2 separate regions of the Sus scrofa genome follow, and region 2 is linked to region 1. The links are chromatin contacts, called in public HiChIP or PLAC-seq maps. All regions are on one chromosome and are shown on one strand. The core of a region is the stretch at or near the end of the contact, and the rest is flanking DNA. Distances in the headings are between cores, read along the strand shown.

Region 1 (6,163 bases), core at 2,241-4,740:
CCTGGCTAAACTTATCACGCATGCGGATGTATGAGGACGCTCCTCTCTGAACCCGGGCAGCCGTGCTCTTTCTGAAGTGGTGATCATGACTATGGGCCTGAGGGCGCGCCTGCCCTGACGGCCCGGCCCTGGGCAGCTGTGCCTTCCCGATAAGCCAGGCCGGCGCCCTCCTGCCCCAATGCGGTCCCGGGTGGGCTGCACGGCTCGGGGAGGGACCCAGGACACCTGGCCTCGAGAGGCAAGAGGGCTTTGACCCCCTGCGGGCTTTTGCCCTCTCTGCTGCCCCGTGGTGCTTGTCCCTGCCCCCAGTTCCCTCCCTGATGGGCCAGCAGCTGTCAGGGTGGAGGTTGGGACAACTTGCTGTCTGTCTGCTGGTCCATCTGTCCATCCACCAGGGTCCCCACCTGACCTGCTCCAGCCCAGCTCCTGAACCCCGCCCAGTGTGTGGAGCAGGCTGGGTGGTGTTGGTCTATTTGTGGTTCTGCTTCAGGAACTGTGGGACCAAGGGCTGGCTTTTCCATGTGAGCAGCTGTGCTAGTGCTAGAGTTAGTCATGGGACAATTATTCACCGACATGTACACATACATTTTTTCCCTGAGAGGCATTTGTATCTTTTTCTTAAGCTCAAATATGCAAAGACTTTCTTACCCCTTTACAAACCAGACATTTTGTTTCCCACAGTCTCTTGCAAACACCTTCACCTCTTCCTTGTTCAGGTTTCACCCACATGAGCTCATTATTGTCCTGGGACACAGTGGTCCTGGGGACACAGCCCTCGGTGCCAGACTCCCTCCTCACACCTCTGCTGCATTATCCACACTGCTTGCTGAGCCCAAAGCTAAGGCTTCATTGCTATTTTTTAGGTGGGAAAATATGAATTTATCTTAAGTCTTTCAAAAATGCCTGAGCTGCTGCTTCTTTTTTCCTGCTTTTTAGGGCCTCACCCATGGCATTTGGAGGTTCCTAGGATAGCGGTCGAATTGGAGCTGTAACTGCTGGCTTACACCACAGCTACAGCAACACCAGATCCGAGCCACATCTACGACCTACACCACAGCTCGTGGCAACAACGGATCCTTAACCCTCTGAGCGAGGCCAGGGATTGAACTCGCAACCTCACAGTTCCTAGTCAGATTCGTTTCCACTGCACCACAAGGGGAACTCCAAAAATGCCTGAGCTTCTTAAGCAATTGACACCTGCTTTGGGCCTCGGTGTTTTTATGTGCGAAGTGAAGAGAGGGGCTTCAAATCCTTGGAGGAGCCCAGGGATCCCGGTCTCCCTGGAGGGCTGCTGGGATGCAGGGTGGAGCCTGCCGGACTGTTTCAGCCAGAGACATTCCACGTGTGGCCCACACTCAGAGCATTCCGATACGTTTTCACTTGAAGAAGGAAGGCCGTGACTAAAGGGGAAGTTACTGCGTGATTTCTGACAGTATCAAAATGCAATGAAATTGTTTTTTGAAAAGACTGAGATGAAATTAGGTAGCATTAAAAAAATTATCCATTTTATTTTTTAAAATTTATTTAAATTTTTTTTTTTGGCTTTTAGGGCCACACATGCAGCATATGGATGTTCCCAGACTAGGGGTCAAATCCATGCTACAGCTGCTGTCCTACACCACGGCCATAGCAACTCGGGATCCGAGCTGCGTCTGAGACCTACACCGCAGCTCATGGTAACACCAGATCTTTAACCCACTGAGTGAGGCCAGGGATCCAACCTGCATCTTCATGGATGCTGGTCAGATTCATTTCTGCTGAGCCATGACCGGAGCTCCTAAAGTTGCCTGTTTTAAAGTGGGCAGTTCAGGGACATTTAGCGCACTGACAATGTGGTGCCATCACCCTGATCCCATCATCAGTCCCTCTCGGTCCCACTCTCTTCCGGAGCCTGCCACCCCCAGTGCCCTTTCTGCCCCTGCTCTGGACGGTTCAGGTAAATGGAATCCTGATGCGTGAGCCTCTGTGTCCGAGTTCTTCCCCGGGGCCTTGGGTTCGAGGTTCCTTGAGTCGTGAGGTGTCTATTCTTCCATCCCTTTGCTGTGTCTGAGTAATACCCATGCGGTAGGAACACACGTGTTGTGCACCCGTCCGTGAGGGTGCTGCACCTGCTCCCAGCTTCTGATTATTGAGAAGATGCTGCCGTGAATGTGTGTGCTGGGGATGTGAGCTGGCTCCAATTCTCTGGGGGCATCAGGATTGCAGCTGTGAGACCCTTAAAGGGGGACAGTGAGTGCCTTGTTTTCCATTCCCTTTGTAAGTTTTTTTTTTTTTTTTAATATTTTTGTTTGTTTTGCTGTGCCTGTGACATTTGGAACTTCATGGGCCAGGGGTCGAACCTGTACCACAGCAGCGACAACATCAGATCCTTAACCCACTGAGCCACCAGAGAACTCCCTGTAAGGTGTTTTTATGGAACAGAATTTAAAAATTTTAATTGAGTCAGATTTTGCTTTCTAAAAGGTACAGCCTTGCCTTTGTCATCTGTCCCTAATACTCTTCATTTTGTTTTGTTTTGTTTTTTGTTTTTTGTCTTTTTAGGGCTGCACCTGTGACATATGGAAGTTCCCAGGCTAGGGGTTGAATAGGAGCCTTGGGAGGTAAGGACGAGGGAGAGGACAGCACTCGTGGTTTCAAGTGCTGCCAAGGTGCACATACTGGAACCACAGGTAAGAGGCCACAGGTTGGAGATCTGAGGCTACAGGTGCCCCTGAGCTCTTTCACCAAGAGGAGGGGGCACCCTCTTCCTGGGGGGTGGAGGTGGGAGTCACCTAGGAAGCAGCAGCTTGGCCACGCGGAATGCCCTGCTGGGAAGGGGGGTCTGTGGGGCCAGGATTGTGCTTATGCCACACCGTCTGCTGGCTGAGCACAGGATGGGAGGGCCCGGGCTCCTTGCTCAGGTGCTCGGGCTTCATGGACCTGCTCCCATGGCTCCTCCTGCCCTTTGCAATGTGACCCGCTGTGCTCTGCCTCCTTTGTGCAGCTCATTCTCAGGCAAAAGGCGCTCCCTGCACTGACTGGCCTCCTCCGGGCATCCCACTAGAGTCACCTCCTCAGTGTGCATCTCGAGCTGGGCTCGGCACTGCAGAGGTGCATGTGGGTCACTGTGCAAGCTGGAGATTTTGTGTTGGGGACATTATGGGGCAACTTGCGTGCTAGTTGTACTAAGTGTGTCTGCGTAGCAAGGGCGACCTTCAGGACCTCTGACCCTGCAGGAAGCAGTGGCACACGGCCAGGCTCCACGGTCACATCCTGACGGCTGCTGTTTGTACCCAGTTTCCTGAGGTGGAGGAGACAAAGGCCTCTTCTTGGTCCCAGGTGCCAGCCTGGCCAGGCAAAGACAAAGGGACACTTAGATAAAGTCTCCAGACACCCGCTTAGCTGCAAAATTGCCTCTCCAGCGTCGCATGTTGTGCAAGTCTGCAGATCTTCAAGTGAATTTCTGGAGCTGGCTCCAGTGAGCCTGTGCTCTAACTTCTCCTTCTGCCGTGGGAGGGAACAGGGAAGGGATTAGCTGTCTTTTTTCCCCTTCCAGAGAACTGCCAAAACAATTTGGACTCTCCCAGATGGAGCCAGTTTTGAATTGTGGTTCTCTGGAGGCTGCTTTGGAAGAAGACTCAGCAGTTCTGAGAACCCCGCTGCTGGGGCTGCCAACCTGCTCGTTTCCCTGGCTGCAGCCTCTGTTCCCTGGCGTCGGGTCAGCACGGCCCCGCGCTCTCCGTGGGCTCACAGCCGCGGCCTGGCCCTGGCCTGCTGGTCGCAGGGGCCCCAGGCAGTGCGTGGGCGGAGGCTGGGCTCTGGCTGCCTTGTCCCTCCTGGGGCCGGCACCCCCGGCTGGGGTGCACGTGGCTTGGGTGCCTCCTGGAGCTGAGACGGAAGGTGACAAGGATTGGGTCGGGTCAGAGGGAGTCATGATCATCCGCGAGCACAGGGTCAGAGTGCCAGGCGCCTTTGGATGGAGTGGGGAGCAGAGGGGTAGAGGACTGACTGGACTCGGGCTGTCCCTGTGTCTGTCCCTGGGAGCGGGTTGCAGAGCCCTGGTCTTGATTTCTGGCTTGATTCAGAGAGGAGGAATGGGCCTTCTGTAGCCAGAGGGTGTGCGTGTTCAGCCGGTTTCAGGGGGCTGCCCGTGACAGGGGCTGCTGCTGAGGAAGTGAGGTCCTGGGCTGGCAGTGGCTGGAGGGAGTGTGTGCCATCGTCCCCTCTCACAGACCTTTCCCTGGAAGAGAAACACACCTAAGCCCAGAGTGGTTAGCTGCTCTTCCCAGCAACACACCGGGCAAGGGTGGGACTCAAGTCAGACCTGGCGCCCGCCAACCACCCTGTGCCTGGAGCCTCACCACTGCCGTTCACAGCTTTGGGTTGAGCCCTGAAGTGTTTTGATGACCCTTCTCATGGTTGTCTTTTGGCATCAAAATAAATGTGGAAATGAGAGGCCTGGTGGTTGACCCTGAAGGCTGGGGCCTGTCCTCTGCACCTGGTGCTGGGAACAGAGGGTAAAAGACCCTGTTTGCTGCTCCTGGGGAGGCAGGTTGGGAAGCAGACCCTGGACGCACAGCATCGTCATCTCCATGGTGCATGTGAGCAGGAGAAGAGTTGCTGAGGAGGGCTGGCAGAGCAACCGCAGATCAAGAAGCTCAAGTAGGAGCTCCCTGGTGGCTCAGCAGGTCAAGGACCTGGTATTGTCGCTGCTGGGGCTCTAGTGTAGGTTCCATTCCTGGCCCGGTAACTTCTGCCTACTGCAGGTGCAATAAAAATAAATAAATAAATAAAAATAAAAGAAGACGTTAAAAAAAAGTAAAAGCACATCAGCTTGTTTGGGGTAGTGTTTCCATTGTTTTGGTAAAAACATAATACAGAGCAGGTATGAGCTAAAAAATGCAAGTTGTATAATTGCCATGATTCCACATATGCTCCTGTGTTTGCACATAAAACTGGTATTCTGTAATAAAAGCTGAGCAGTAAAATTCATGCTAATAATCAAAACTGTAATTATTGTTTACCTTTGAACTGTTGTTTGAAACAACAGTTCAAACGATAACTATTGTTTAAATTATTGAAGCTTTAAATAGCAGAAAGCAAACATCATGACCAGTGAGGAGAGACCACTCGGAGAGGAAAAAGCTGCTTATTTCAGTTCCGTTCCTGGCACCTTCACCCTTTGCTGGGCGCTGCAAGCTGTGGCCTGAGTAGACAGGCAGGGGGGAAAGGTGAAGCGTTTGTGCTTTGTTAGTGGACATGCTGATTCTGAATCTGCGCATTCTGGATTTGAGCACAAGCAACAGTGTAGTTGGCAGCTGGGACCAGGGGCTGGGATTATGCAGACAGGGCGAGATGCTGGGTGAGGCCCCAGCCAGGAACTCGAGGTGCTGGCCCTGGGCGGGAAGGCTTGGGGCAGCTGGGGAGTGAGGCGGTGGGGGCGGGGGGGGCATGAGGCTCTAGTCCACATTGGACGCTGTGTCTTTTGAGCAGGAAAGAAAGGAGCCTGGATGTCCACTTGTTCCAGGCAGGGAAGCGTTGCCTTCAGTCACCTGGATGTGACAAGATAGTAGAACAATTGTTATTATAATTCATTTGTGGCTGGACACCTAGGGTGTTCCCACGTTTGGCTGCGCGGCCGGCCGTGCGAGCATCTCTTGAGATACTGCTTTCATTTCCTTTGGATAAATACCCAGGCGTGGGGATCGTTGGATCATAGGTAGTTCTGTTTTTAATTTTTGGAGGACTCTCCACCCTGTTCCCCACAGAGCAGGAGGGTCCTCTTCCAGTTTACCCTTGTACCAGCCGTGCGGGTGGGTCCCTTTTCTCCACATCAGCACCAGCATTTGTTACTTGTGGTTCACAAGTGGGAGGCGATACAGCGCACCGTGGTTTTGATCTGCAGTCCCTGATGCCTCATGATGTTGAGCAGCTTTTCATGTGCCTGTTGGCTGTTTGTACGTCTTCTTTGGAAAAATGTCTGTTCAGGTCCTTTGCTCATTTTTTTTTTTTTTTTTTTTTTTTGGTTGGTGTTTTTAGGGCTGAACCTGCAGCATATGGAGGTTCCCAGGCTAGGGGTCAATTGGAGCCGTAACTGTCGGCCTACACCACAGCCACAGCACCGCTGGATCCGAGGCCAGATCCTTAACCCACTCAATGAGGCCAGGGATCGAACCAGTGTCCT
Region 2 (6,163 bases), core at 1,865-4,364, 92 kb before region 1:
TAAGGATCTGGCGTTGCTGTGAGAGGTGGTGTATGCCAGCAGCTGTAGCTCTGATTCGACCCCTAGCTTGGGAACCTCCATATGCCTAGGGTATCGCCCTTAAAAAGCAAAAAAAAAAAAAAAAAAAAGACAGTGAGGTACTATACAAACAGACAAACAGACCAGTGAAATATAAGTCCACAACATACTCACACACTTGGTTAACTGACTTGTGACAAAAGTGCCCAGGTTAGTCGAGAGGGAAAGCAACCTTTAGCAAGTGATGCTCAAACCAAAAAAATGGGAGAGGAAAAAAAGCACCTTTAAACCTTCCTTTACAGCACACACAAAAGTTAATTCAGGAGTTCCCCTTGTGGTGCAGTGGAATCGAATCTGACTAGTGTCCAGGAGGATGCAGGTTTCATTCCTGGCATGGCTCAGTGGATCAGGGATCTGGCATTGCCGTGAGCTGTGGTGTAGGTTGTAGATGTGGCTTGGATCCCACCTTGCTGTGGCTCTGATTTGCCCCCTAGCCTGGGAACTTTCCATATGCCGTGGGTACGGCCCTAAAAAGTGGGGATAAAAAGAAAAAAAAAAAAAAAGAGTTAATTCAAAATGGATCATAGACCTAAATGTAAATGCTAAAACTATGAACCATAAAACTTCTTGCAGAAAACGATGAGAAAACCTTTGCAACCACGGACTGGCAAAAGTTTCTGAGGTCAGCAAGAGAGTCAGCTGGAACACTGGGAGCTTGGACTTAAGCTTCAAACTCCTGCTCTTCAAAAAAGGCAGTTAAGAAAATGAAAACAAAAGCCACAAAGGAAAACTATCTGCAATATTTTGAAAAAAGAATTTGCCTCCCGACTGTATAAAGAATATTTATAGCTCGTTGATTAAAAAACATACAACCTGATTTTAAAACAAGCAAAATATCTGCATGAATACTTCACAAAACATAAGAATTGACAAACCACCACAGGAAAAAAAGATCATCAACAGACTCAACAGAAACTCAAAACCACAGCAGGTGACGGCACAACCACGAGAAGGGCTAAAATTAAAGGGTGACTGTGTCAGGTGCTGGCAAGAATGTGGAGAGACTAGGGCTCACCAGTGGGAATGTAAAACAGTGCAACTAGTTTGGAAAAGAGCTTAGCAGTTTCTTATAAGTTAAAATATACCATGTGACCCAGCAATACCACTGCTAGGTGTTTACTGAGAGAAAGCACATGCCCACGAAAACACTTGGTCATGAATGTTCTCAGCTGTTTTCTTTCAAAGAGCCCCAAACCAGGAACAACCCGAAGTCCATAAACAAGGTGTGGGGGTCTCTGCATGGACCCCGACTGTGCCACGGGTGAGGTCTTCGGGTCAGCCTGTGAATCTAACCCCCACTCCAGCACCGCTGCTCGGCTCTTCCATCAGGGCCAACCCAGCCAGGCTAACTCCCACCACCAGCCTGGTCCTCGGGAATTTCCAGCTGCCACTAGGCGCACAGAAGCACAGGTACACGCGCCTTGGTTGATGGAGACGCCTTGCCAACTGCTGGCTCGGGCTCCACGCCCACATCCCACCTGGATGGAAACACCCCAGGGCAGGTGGGCTCTCCTCAGTCTCCTAGCAACGCAGAGAAGCATCTTGTCTTAGGACCACTGACCCCGACCCTGACCCCCATCCTCCCTCCTGCCTCTCCACTGCTGCCCCTTCTTCTGTCCAGCCTTGGCTCTGAGGCCCTGACCGATCTGCTGCTTTCCAAGCTCTCCCCCAGACCGGCTGCCACCCTGCGCCTGGTGGCCAACCTTCCCTAAGCACCAGAGATGAGCCTGTACTCATTTTCAAATGCTCACACACAATATGGGAATTTAATTTTTTGCATAAAATATTTTTAAATAGTACCTGTTTCAGAAAAGATTCCAGAGCTGAATGTGCAGCTTTTTTCAATTCCATGTTTGGATGGCTACACCATTTTGACAGGACTTCAAATAAGGAAACGTAGTTGTCCAGAAGGCAAGTGCTAAACTGGGAGGCATGCAGCGTAAATAAGCACAGGCCAGCTGCAGATGCAAAACACATCACACTTAGAGTAGGACAACCAAGGGTGGAACAAGTGTCAAAAGTCAAACTGTGCTCCCCAAGCTCCAGCATCATTACTAATCATCGCTAATGACATAGGACCCTCTCAGACCTCCACTGGAACCAAGAGGGCCATGACTTGGCCAATGACCCCAAAACAAGCATCAGAAGTAGGATCGGGATTTGTTTAGATAAAGTCAGAATCAAACAATCTGAATTCCCTGAAAGTTGCTCTAAAGCAGTTTTCTGAAGTCACATAATCTAAATGTGACCACCTCTGCCTGCCACCTCTGCCTGTGTAAACTCCCATCAATTACCACATAGGCATGTCAGTCACAGGTGTCATCATGCTCTCATTCACAATTTAAGCAAAAGTTCACTCAAGGCATCAACTTAATCGGAAACATTCCACTTCATTAAATGTAGACTCTTACCCAAAGGCACCGCATATCTCTTCAGATCAATCTATCAAAAAAAAATTTACCATCAGTGTTTGACAATCACAAGTTTCAACTGTAAAGGAATTAGAGAAAATATTCATCCTACCTGAGGACGGATTGCCTTTAATGCAAAATCAAAAATCTCCCTTGAAGTCTGGGGATCTGGGGAAAAAGAGAACACAGGCTGTCAGATCACAAGTGCATCAAGGACACACCTCACAAGAACCCTACAAGCAACCTAGTTCAGGCGGCACCCTCGCCAAGCCTTCACTCCGCTGACCCTTAAGCACCCGTCAGCTTGTGCTCTGAACCCCACTGGAGCTGCCTGTGCCGAGCTAGACACAAGCCAGTTCCTGGCAGCAGACTCCCTGCTTCTCTGCACTGGCTCCAGAGCTAACCCTGCTCATGCTCTCAGCTCCTCTCTGAAGACGTCGGAAGCCGGCTCCTTCCCCCGCAGGATCCAGCCCTACAGATGCTTGGAGGCTGCGGAGCCACCACAGCTAAACGTAACCAACACAGAAAGCGCAGCTTCCGCCTGCCGCTCAGCAACCTGGGCAAGACTTTAGCTGCTCACGCCCGCCGAGGCCACGCCCCCGATGCCTTCAGCTGGTCAGCCACTGGCACAGCTGCTCCCTATAGGAAAACCAGGGCTCGCCTTAGAAGCCCCTCACACTTGGCCCCCACAGGCTGGGCAAGCTCACCACTAGAGTGCCACATCAGGCAGCCCAGCCCTCCTGAGCCTGCCTGCCACAGCCGCAGGCTGCCGCCGGGTACTCACAGGCCACTCCGCCTGGCATGCCCTTCCCAGCCGGCTCTGTGCCAGCCTGCAGGCCGTCGCCTCTCGTTCCCCCTTGAGGAGAACCACCCGCTGTGCCTCTTCCATCTCCCCACACTCCCACATGCCTATTCACTGCACCCAGCGTGTCTGCCCAAAGAAGCGCTGAAACCTGCGAAGCGCCTCATCTGTCTCCTGCAGACACTCACCATGGCAAGGAGCTGGGGACTCTCATCACTTCGCCCAAAGCATCAGTCGGCAGACAAAAGGCACCCAGCAACTAGGTGTCCCATGAATGAGCGGGTGGGTATGCAGCCCTGGTGCCTGCGGTCACAGAATCACACTACGCCCAACATCTACATTTTAGCCTCATGCCCAGGCTTAAACCTCAATCTTGCCACAGGCTGGTTAGATTAGCTTCCTGTTGCTGTTGTAATAAATTATCATAAACTTAGTGGCTTAAAACCACACAAACTTATTACCATGTAGTCCTGGAAGTTGAGAACTCTGAAATGGATGGCACTGAGCTAAAATCAAGGTGTCAGGTCATGATGAAAGGTCTGGGAAGTCTTTTAGATGAGGTGCTGCTAGAGGAGCCAGGGATGTGTGGGTTGGGAACTAGAAAGGTATGAAGGAAACATGCCAAAATATTAGCAACATGTGTTTCTTAATGGTGGACTAACAGGTGATTTTCGTTTTCTTTTTTATTAGTTCTGGATTTCCTATGAGGAACATATTTTTAGAGTAAGAAAAACATCTTCATAAAGCATAATTACAAGACTGAAAAAATAAAATAAAGGGGGGTGGGGGGCAGGGAAGGATTCCGAGCTCCCCTCCTCCCACAGACACACCACGATCACAGCTCCAAGTAGAAAAACTTTGTCTGAGAACGACCTCAAGACACAACTGAAGACACCAAGGAACAGCCACTCAAAGGGGCAGTTCTGCCTGGCCCACGCCCCCAGCATTCTGTCGGCGAGAGGGAATCACAGCCCTGGAGGCTCCTCCGAAGAACAAGGTCTCCACCCCACATCGGGCTCCGCAGCCGGAGAAGCTGCACCCACAGGAGGAGTGCCTACAACACCTGAGAGAGCTGGAGGCCTGCAGGAAACCAGGGCCAGAGTTCCAGTGGCGCAGAGGCAGCAGCTGGAAAAAGCAGCCAGAGCTCCCAGGAAGGAGAGTCCTGGGCTAACTTATACAGAGGGTGGGGGGCAGCGATGTGTTGGCAGTCTCAGGGTACAGAGGGGCTGGTGGGGACCAGCCTCTGCGTGTGGGCTTCTGTTTGTGTGGCTCATCCTCCAGCTAGCTGGCCAGACTCGCAAGCACCTTTCCCGACTCCCCACCTAACCCATCAGCACCGCTCACCCTGCCCTGGTTTCACCTGTGGACCCGATCCAGCTGCTCTCCTCCAAGCCATCCCCCACCAGCCCTGGTGGGCACCCTCGGCCACACCAGAGCCCCAAAGCGCCCCTGCCATACCAGGTGCCCCTGACCAGCACCAGCATCCTTCCAAAGCGGCTCTCGCCCCAAGGGCTGGCCACCTTGAGTGCTGTCAAGGATGCAGAGAAAAGGGAACCACTGATGGAAATGTAAACTGGTGCAACCACTGTGGAAAAACGTGTGGAGGTTCCTCAAAAAATTAAAAATAAAACTATGGTGTGATCCAGAAAATCCCACTCCTGTGTATTTACCCGATGGAAATGAAACCACTAATCAGAAAAGACACATGCGGGAGTTCCTGTCGTGGCGCAGTGGTTAACGAATCCGACTAGGAACCATGAGGTTGCGGATTCGGGCCCTGCCCTTGCTCAGTGGGTTAACGATCCGGCGTTGCCGTGAGCTGTGGCGTAGGTTGCAGACGCAGCTCGGATCCTGCGTTGCTGTGGCTCTGGCGTAGGCCGGTGGCTATAGCTCCGATTTGACCCCTAGCCCGGGAACCTCCATATGCCGCGGAAGCGGCCCAAAGAAATAGCAAAAAGACAAAAAAAAAAAAAAAAAGAAAAGACACATGCACCCCAATATTCATAACAGCATTATCTATAACAGCCAAGACAGGGAAGCAACCTAAGTGCCCATCAAGAGATGAATGGATAAAGGTACACATCTGTGTGTGTATCTGTAGGACTGCGACTCAGCTGGAACAAAGAATGAAGTCTTGCCACCTGCAGCTCCATGGATGGTCCTAGACGACACTGCGCTCAGTGAAACAAGTCACAGAAAGAAATATATCATGTGATCTCACCTACATGCGGGGGCCTAAAAAACAGATGAACAAGCCTAACAAAACTGACGCAGACTCACATATACAGAGAACAAACAGATGGTTGTCAGAGGGAAGGGAGGTGGGAGAATGAGTCAAACAGGTGAGGAAGATTAAGAGGTAGAAACGTCCAGTTATAAAATACTGAGTCCCAGAGATGTAATGCACAGCACCAGGACACAGTCAACAACACTATGACAACTTTGTTGGTGACAGACGGTTTCCTATGGTACTTAATTGTCAGATCACTATGCCGTACACCTGAAACAATCAACATATTGCATTGCAACACTTCAATTAAAGAAGCAAAATAATAGAAGTTCCCACTGTGGCACACCAGGTTAAGGATCAAGCGTTGCTACTGCTGCAGCACTGGTTGCAGGTGCAGCTTAGATTTGATCCCTGGCCCAGGAACTCCCATATGCTTTGGGTACAGCAAAAAAAAAAAAAAAAGCAAAATAACAAAGTCAAGGTGCCATCACGGTGTGTTCCTTTCTAGAGGCTTAAGGGCTGCCTCTTCCTGCTCACACCCCTGGCTTGGGCCCTTCTCAAAGCCAACCTCCTGGCGTCACAGCGCAGCTCTGACTACTGCCCCTCCTTCACAGTTAAGTGCCCTGTGATAGCCAGGTCCCC

The links. HiChIP or PLAC-seq counts read pairs in DNA pulled down with a chosen protein or histone mark.
Region 2: an H3K27ac HiChIP or PLAC-seq map of skeletal muscle shows a contact between it and region 1. The contact joins two enhancer-like sites. A contact is called at or near these places in 1 of 5 promoter capture datasets (liver), 3 of 47 Hi-C or Micro-C datasets (liver and skeletal muscle) and 1 of 2 datasets of contacts at active chromatin or transcription factors (skeletal muscle).

Annotation. Positions count from the first base shown.
Region 1 is chr4:79,603,783-79,609,945 of Sscrofa11.1, reverse strand. No RefSeq gene overlaps it. Among named protein-coding and RNA genes, the nearest start is that of UBE2V2, 46 kb to the left of the region's middle. Within about 2 kb of position 3,490, at least 28 of the 83 cell types and tissues checked have an H3K27ac peak or open chromatin away from gene starts, as enhancers often do. A contact at or near this core is called in skeletal muscle, where this site is marked.
Region 2 is chr4:79,695,467-79,701,629 of Sscrofa11.1, reverse strand. PRKDC (DNA-dependent protein kinase catalytic subunit) reads right to left here. Exons shown (of 86, transcript XM_021089419.1): 8 at 2,602-2,657; 9 at 2,490-2,520; 10 at 1,879-2,036. Among named protein-coding and RNA genes, the nearest start is that of PRKDC, 11 kb to the right of the region's middle. Within about 2 kb of position 3,114, at least 5 of the 83 cell types and tissues checked have an H3K27ac peak or open chromatin away from gene starts, as enhancers often do. A contact at or near this core is called in skeletal muscle, where this site is marked.